2 separate regions of the Cyprinus carpio genome follow, and region 2 is linked to region 1. A link is a contact called in public Hi-C data. All regions are on one chromosome and are shown on one strand. The core of a region is the stretch at or near the end of the contact, and the rest is flanking DNA. Distances in the headings are between cores, read along the strand shown. Region 1 has its middle 13 kb from the start of LOC109111336. Region 2 holds the start of wipf2b (WAS/WASL-interacting protein family member 2b).

What was found. Hi-C and Micro-C count contacts between places; a contact is called where the count stands out from the background.
Region 2: a Hi-C map of liver shows a contact between it and region 1, with 4 times the contacts expected there. The contact joins the promoter of wipf2b here to the enhancer-like site in region 1. A contact is called at or near these places in 2 of 8 Hi-C or Micro-C datasets (both in liver).

What each region holds. Positions count from the first base shown.
Region 1 is chrB19:24,218,546-24,222,021 of ASM1834038v1, reverse strand. No RefSeq gene overlaps it. Among protein-coding and RNA genes, the nearest start is that of LOC109111336, 13 kb to the right of the region's middle. Within about 2 kb of position 1,656, at least 1 of the 8 cell types and tissues checked has an H3K27ac peak or open chromatin away from gene starts, as enhancers often do. A contact at or near this core is called in liver, where this site is marked.
Region 2 is chrB19:24,307,260-24,310,735 of ASM1834038v1, reverse strand. It overlaps wipf2b (WAS/WASL-interacting protein family member 2b), which reads right to left and starts at 1,750. Exons shown (of 8, transcript XM_042744818.1): 1 at 1,606-1,750; 2 at 217-328; 3 at 1-72. The coding sequence starts at 261.

The sequences.
Region 1 (3,476 bases), core at 407-2,906:
CATTTATCATGTCTCTTCCCTAGGATTCAAACACATGGCCATGTTTCAGAGGGAAAAACCAACTTGACAAATCTGTCACTGAGTGTTTTAGCTTCAGTTACAAGCGCTTTCGTGTCCCAGGGGTTGTTTTTTTTTATTAAAACTAACAGATTTCAGCACCAGACGTTCATTCGCAAAATATGAAAATCCATCATGAAAATCCATCAAAATAAATAATAAATAAATCAATCAAAAGTTGAGAAAACTTCAAAGTTTGAGGCAACCAGCTTCATGGGATTTTTGAGTTTTCTCAACTTGTTTTTGTAGGGTATTTTTTTTTTTTTTTTTTTTTTTTTTGTAGAATCTGAATACAAGAAGTTAAGAAAACTCAGAAATGTCCTGAAGCTGGTTGCCTTAAACTTGTGTAGAAATTGTGTAGAAGCAATGTTCACTCACTGTTCAAACATTAACAAAGAAAAGGCAATTAAATGTGACATTTTAAAGCAAAAAAACTGAAACAGTATTTCTTCTAAAGCATACTCCAGTAATATCTGTTCTATTTATAACTTCATAAAAAAAATCATATTTTATTGTAAAACCTATGAACCTTATTTACATCCATTTCTAGTAAGCAAATGAACGACAGGGTTTAAAGCTACAGTTCACCCAAAAATGAAAATTATAATAATGTATTTGTCCTCACATCGTTACAAACCTGTAAGATGTTCCTTCTTCTGCAGAAATGAAAATATTTTGAAAAATGATCCAATGTCTTTTGGATCCCACTGACATTTGTGATTCTTCAAAATACCTGCTTTTGTGCTCCACAGAAGAACGAACGATGTGTTGTGGTTTCGGAATGATATATGGGTAACAAATGTAATTTTTTGGTGAACTATCACTTTCATTTCAAAGCCAAATGTGTTGAAAATAACACCACTGTGTTGGGTAATATGACAAAGACAACCATTACAGCAAATAAAATATGACACACAAAAATATGGGAACACAACTGTAGCTAAAATCAGAAAAGATGAGAGAACCTGAAGAAAAAAAGCCAAACATCACACTAAAAACCCCTCTTATTACTGTAAAACAAATCCTCAAGAGCCTCATATAGACCAGAAACAATAATGCCAGCATGAAATATGTATATACATACGTCATTTCTGGCCTAAAGGACATAAAACCCAACTAACAAGAAAAAGAAGGCCTTTCTGTCGATCAAAGCATAATTTATTAGGAGCCGAACGCAGCTAATGAATGAATTTAGATTCTATTAATGTGAAGAGAGTGGCCTCTCAGACTGGTGACTGTCTAAAACTGCCCCATGGGCAAAAACATTTCCTAATTAAATATTGATCTCTAAAGAAGGTAATTAACCAACTGTGAAGGTAGTTGGGCATGAAACGATTGGACTGGGAAATGTTGCTTGTATGATCCTGTTCTGGGCAGAGGAGAGACTTGTGAGGACAATTTCCTGGTCTGAAAAGCAACAGATAAACTCCAATTCTGCTCTGACAAAGCGTTGTTAAATTACCTCGATTTACAGTTACAGCTTATAGAAACAAATACTTGCATAACGATAATCTGCTTATCCACAACAAGCTAAACTCTTCAGCAACACTACAAAACAGCCTGTGTAAATTCTGCACATAATTGTCTGTTTGTTTAAAGGGTTGAAAAAAACCACAACACTGGCTCAAACAGTAGTGAGTGTTTGGGTGAATCTCACATTTTGAAACCCTTAATGTAGGCCTATTAAAATGAAAACTAAAGCAAATGTCTCTCATAAGGACACTGCACTTTGTACTTTGTGGATCGTATACAAGCTGTCTACAAACAGACTTTGGAGCCTGTAATGTTTACATAACTTATATTAAGCTGTTTTTCCACAGAAAAAAAACATTATACAGAAAAGTTGGCTTTAGACAGTAACCTTGGCAGAGCAAATTTATTTTTCACAGTTTTGATGAAACATTCAGTCCATGGACAGAAATCTGAGAGTAAACGCAAAGAGCACAACAAACCGCTTTAAAGAAAAAGCCCCATGTGAACCTTTGTGCTTTGCGATTAGATTCTGGGATCATCGGTCTGTCTGCAGTAGTATTTGTGATCAATAGTTTGCTAAATAAATATGACCTTTCAAGCCGTCACAGTTTCACACAAAAATATTAAGCAGCATAAGCAGCACTACTGTAAATATTACTATTGTTTGTTTGGCAATAGATTACGATAAAAAAATGTTTGAAAATCGTTCTCGCTGGCTTATATATTAAATTATGTAAATTGTGTTAAAAATGTTAAAAATGTCCCATACCTGTTTGCTAACCAATGGAAGATGAGGGGAGTGTCTGAAATGTGTTTAAAAAACAACAGAATAATCAAGTGGTGTCTTGAAAATTAGTCAAAATTAGAAGCGTAAGCCCAAAGAGGCCATAGATTTATTTATTTTTATTTTTTTTAATTCTTTTCTCGCCATCATGACTTTTTCTTATGGTTTTTTATGATCTCAACAAGAGTTGCTTTCTTATTATCACGACTTAATTTTCTTGTGATCCCGTAAAAAAAGTTTTCTTGTGATCTCGACATAAAAGTTGTTTTATCGCAACTTAATTTTTTCTCATGATCTCAACATAACAAAAGTTGTTTTCTCATTATCATGACATTGTTCTCATGATCTCAACGACATTAGTTGTTTTCTTGTGATCTCGACATAAGTCATGATTTCTTAGATTATGAAAGAAATGAAGTCATGACAACAAGAAAATTTTTGTTTAGGTGGCAGTACAGAACTGAATACAAACTGATGGTGTATTATCCTCCTTACTATGTTAGTTCATATTCCATGTGTTTGGGACAGTGAAGACCTTAATTCTTCACGATTGCTATAATAATAGTAGTAATAATAGTATTTTGTTTGTTACTGGCAATTAACTAACATATAAAATGCTTAAATCAATATGATTATTTTGCATGAAAGTATATCTATTGTTACGTTCTTAAGCATGACTCATCACAGTTTCACTACTGCAATAGCGTTCGGTTTAACACTTATTAAAACTAACAAGAAAATCATGAGAAAATTAAGTTGTGATCACAAGAAAACAAATATTGTTATAATCCATGGCCTCTTAAGACTTCCATAAAAGTATGATATAGCAAAATTGCATGGGAGGCGGACAGTTTGATGACATCAGCTCACCTCTAAATATGATCAAACCTTCAGGTTGAGTATTAGCACCCCAGACCCTTAATTATTCAGTTGCCATCGTGCAGTGCAGATATGGATATAAGGACAGGTGAAGTGCTGCACTCGCTGAGCCTCGGGCACTTTTCTGGGAGAAGATAGAGCTGCTGACAGAAAGGTATATGCCAGGTTAACACTTTCACCTGAGCATTTGCTGCATGAGGTTTGTACATTACACTATAGTTCAGCTAAGAGTTTCCAGTCCAATGACCAATTATAGGAAAACAATTATATATTTGCCAAACAC
Region 2 (3,476 bases), core at 501-3,000, 89 kb before region 1:
GCAGATATCAGAGAGCAATGCCCCTCTGCCCTTCGTTTCATCTCGGCTCAGCTTGGGAGGGGTTGTGTTTGCCTGTGGAAAAACCGAGCGTTTCTTTCTGTTCAAGTCAAGTCTTCACAGAGGCAGCTGAAGTACGCATTGCGCATGCTGTGAATATTTTTGAGGTAAGGTTTTGCAGTTCCCAATAAAGTTACATGCCAAATAGAGAGAACTTACCTGGATAAGGGTGGGGGGAGGAGGGGGAGGGGGAGGAATGGGCATCTTGGATTTCTGTCCGGTGTTTACAGCTGAGAGTATGTGACAATTAAAACTTCATGAAGACAGCTACCTATAGAAACAGAAAATAATTGTCAATCAAACGGATTGTAACTTTAACACACTATATATATATATATATATATATATATATATATATTATATATATATATATATATAAAACGTGTGTTTGCATATATGGGGTTAACTCGGAAGAACTAGGCCATTTTTCCCCATGAAATATGAACAGTAAAATTCTAAAATATTATTACAGAATTTAATAATTGAATTGAATATATTTCAAAATGCAATGAATTAATGTGATGTTTCTGCTCAACAAACTTTCTTAATATCATCAATGTTGAAAACAGTTGTGCTGCTTCATATTTTGTGGAAACTGATAATTTTTCTGATTCAAAGACGGTTAAAAAGAAAAGCATTTATTTGAAACGGCAATCTTTCGTAACATTATAAATGCCTTTACTGTCACTTTTGATAAATGTAATGCATCCTTGCTGAATAAAAGTATTAATTTCCACAAAAAAAACTTATAAAACTGTGGTAGATATACAGAATATATATCCGATTTCCTAAATCTGACATTCAGAAATCAGTGATTCGTAAGTGCTTCACGATTCATAACTGCTGGAAAGTGGTGCACATATATTTTCCAAGTTTATGGTGCAAAACAGACAAGCCAGATGTTTGTCATTACAAACAGGCAGACCCTGATCCATATTCTTCTGCATTTAATCATAAACCTCTTTTTTAATAAGTTAACAAGTTGACAACCACACAGTAAAGTACATCTGACAGCTCATGACTTTTATTTCTTTCGATAACATTTTGCTGTTTTAAAAAACAGAATGGAAACCATATTAACTATAATTATTATTACTGTAAAATATATAAACGTATATGGGACATCCGCATTTTTGATGCCCATGATGGCTAGAATCAGAAGTTTATTGTAAAAAAAAAAAAAAAAAAAAAAAAAAAAAAATTTAGGAATAGTGATTCAGATGAAACTAGATTATATACAGTAGTATGTAAACAACACGGCCTGCAGGCTACGACCATTTAACTCGTATAACGTTACTCTTTTCAGCTCATTTCGTTGACGACAAAATCATTAAATATCGCTCATCAAGTGACACTGAAATGCATGTCTCGTGTTTTATTTGCATATTTATTTATTGTGAATTAGCTCAACTTTAGCCTTAGCTTAGCTTGGCCGCGCGCTTGGCAGGTGCGTCCATCACATCAAGACGTTTCGTGAAGAAAATGTTCCGTCGGTTAAACTTGACACAACGTGTTTATGTAATGAAGTAATACAATGTTTGTGCCTACTTTTTCCCCACAGTGTCCGATGTTTTCGTAAACCGGGCTCTCTCATACATGATCTCGCGCGTCAATCGCCCTGATTTGCTACTGCTGCGCCTCCGTTCAAACCGGAAATTACGTCACTGTACGTCTTGTCGTGAACACTTTTATTATTGATTTTAAAAGAGCTAGCTTTATTAAATAATTGCACGCAAAGATGCAAAATTCTGACTGATTGGGATTATCCTGTTAGGGTTTCTATTATAGCCCTGTTATTTTTTTATTTTTTTTTTTTTTTTGCTAAATATTTTCGCTTAAATATATAGTAGATTTATATTATATCCCTTTTTATAATTCTATCTATTTTTATTTTATATACGATTATATTGAACTCCCAGTTCTCTGACCTTGTGAACATTTACACATAATGCGAAAAAAAAAAATGTAAGCCCTCCTTTATTTCTTAATGATTTTGTGAGAATGTTTTGTTTCAAATGCGTCAAAGTCAAGCTGACAGATCATTCGCAGATAATTAAATGTAGCCATATTATCACCTTCCCAACGTCATGTCACTGAAACTGATGTTTCCATTCAAAATGCGTGCGCTTATTGAAATAGTACTAAAATATCCCCAATAAAACTGATTCTCAAATGCAGATTCTCGTGCATATTTCATTCAAGCAATGCTATTTTATGATACTGAGGAAGAAAACCGCACAGGAATGCCCAATGCTGACACGTGGTGGTGCTATAAGATGAACTATTTTGAGTTGCATGACTTATTACAGTCATATGTGCTTTAACTGCAAGGAAGCACAACCCCAAATTCTCTGTGGTATTACACCGGCCTACTGTCAGAAGAAAATTATGTTCAACTTACTATGTGTCACAAATGCTTTCTCAGCATTTAGGCTCGACTATGAAAAACAACTTCCACAACATCAAACTTAGATTCATGATGTGTGTGATAAAGGGGGTCATCAAGTAAAATATGCCAGATAGGGCTTAGGCTGGAGTGTCAGTAGATTATTTGGTAATCTTTGCAAATAATTTACTTTTTGAACTGACTTTTATATATTACAACTGCTTCAACGAAAGAGTAAATGCAAGCCTGGATAAGTGGCTCATTTATTGTATGAAGATGGTATCCATAAATGTCTCTCAGTGTTTCAACGTCTAAAACTCAAATGTGCTTAACAGATGCTCATTCAATGAGTCAATTAAATTATGACACAAGAACTTTTTATATACAGTGCTAGTAAATGTATGACTGTAGGCGCTTCACCTTGAATAAAAGTCAAGGAGCTGAGACAGTTAATATAATTCAGTTTATTTATTTGAAAACAAACAAAAAACACTGTCAAACTAAAATGTTCAGTAAAAATGCATATTCACTGTGATTTCCCGTTGACATTCCTTGCATGTTTTTTTTGTTTGTTTGTTTTTTCTTGCAGGTGGGCATGTTGAAATAATTTACTCTATGATGACAGCATCATCAGTGAATATGCAGAAAAATCACAAATCTCTTCATGGCATGAAAGATCCCACGTAACTAGCCAAATTATCCAGTTTCTCAGACTGAGCTGCCAATCAATAGGACAACTGCAACATATTTGCTTAAAAGTTAAAGGAATAGTTGACCCAAAAATAAATATTTGACAAATATTTACATGCCCTCCGGCCATCTAAGATGTAGATGAGCTTGTTTCTTCATCAGAACAGATTTGGAGAAATTCAGCATTATATCACTTGCTCACCAATGAGTGAATGGGTGCCGTCAGAATGAGAGTCCAAACAGCTGATAAAAACATCACAATAATCCACAAGTAATCCACATAAATCCAATCCATGCTATCTCTTGTGAAGCGAAAACCTGTTTGTAAGAAACAAATCCATCA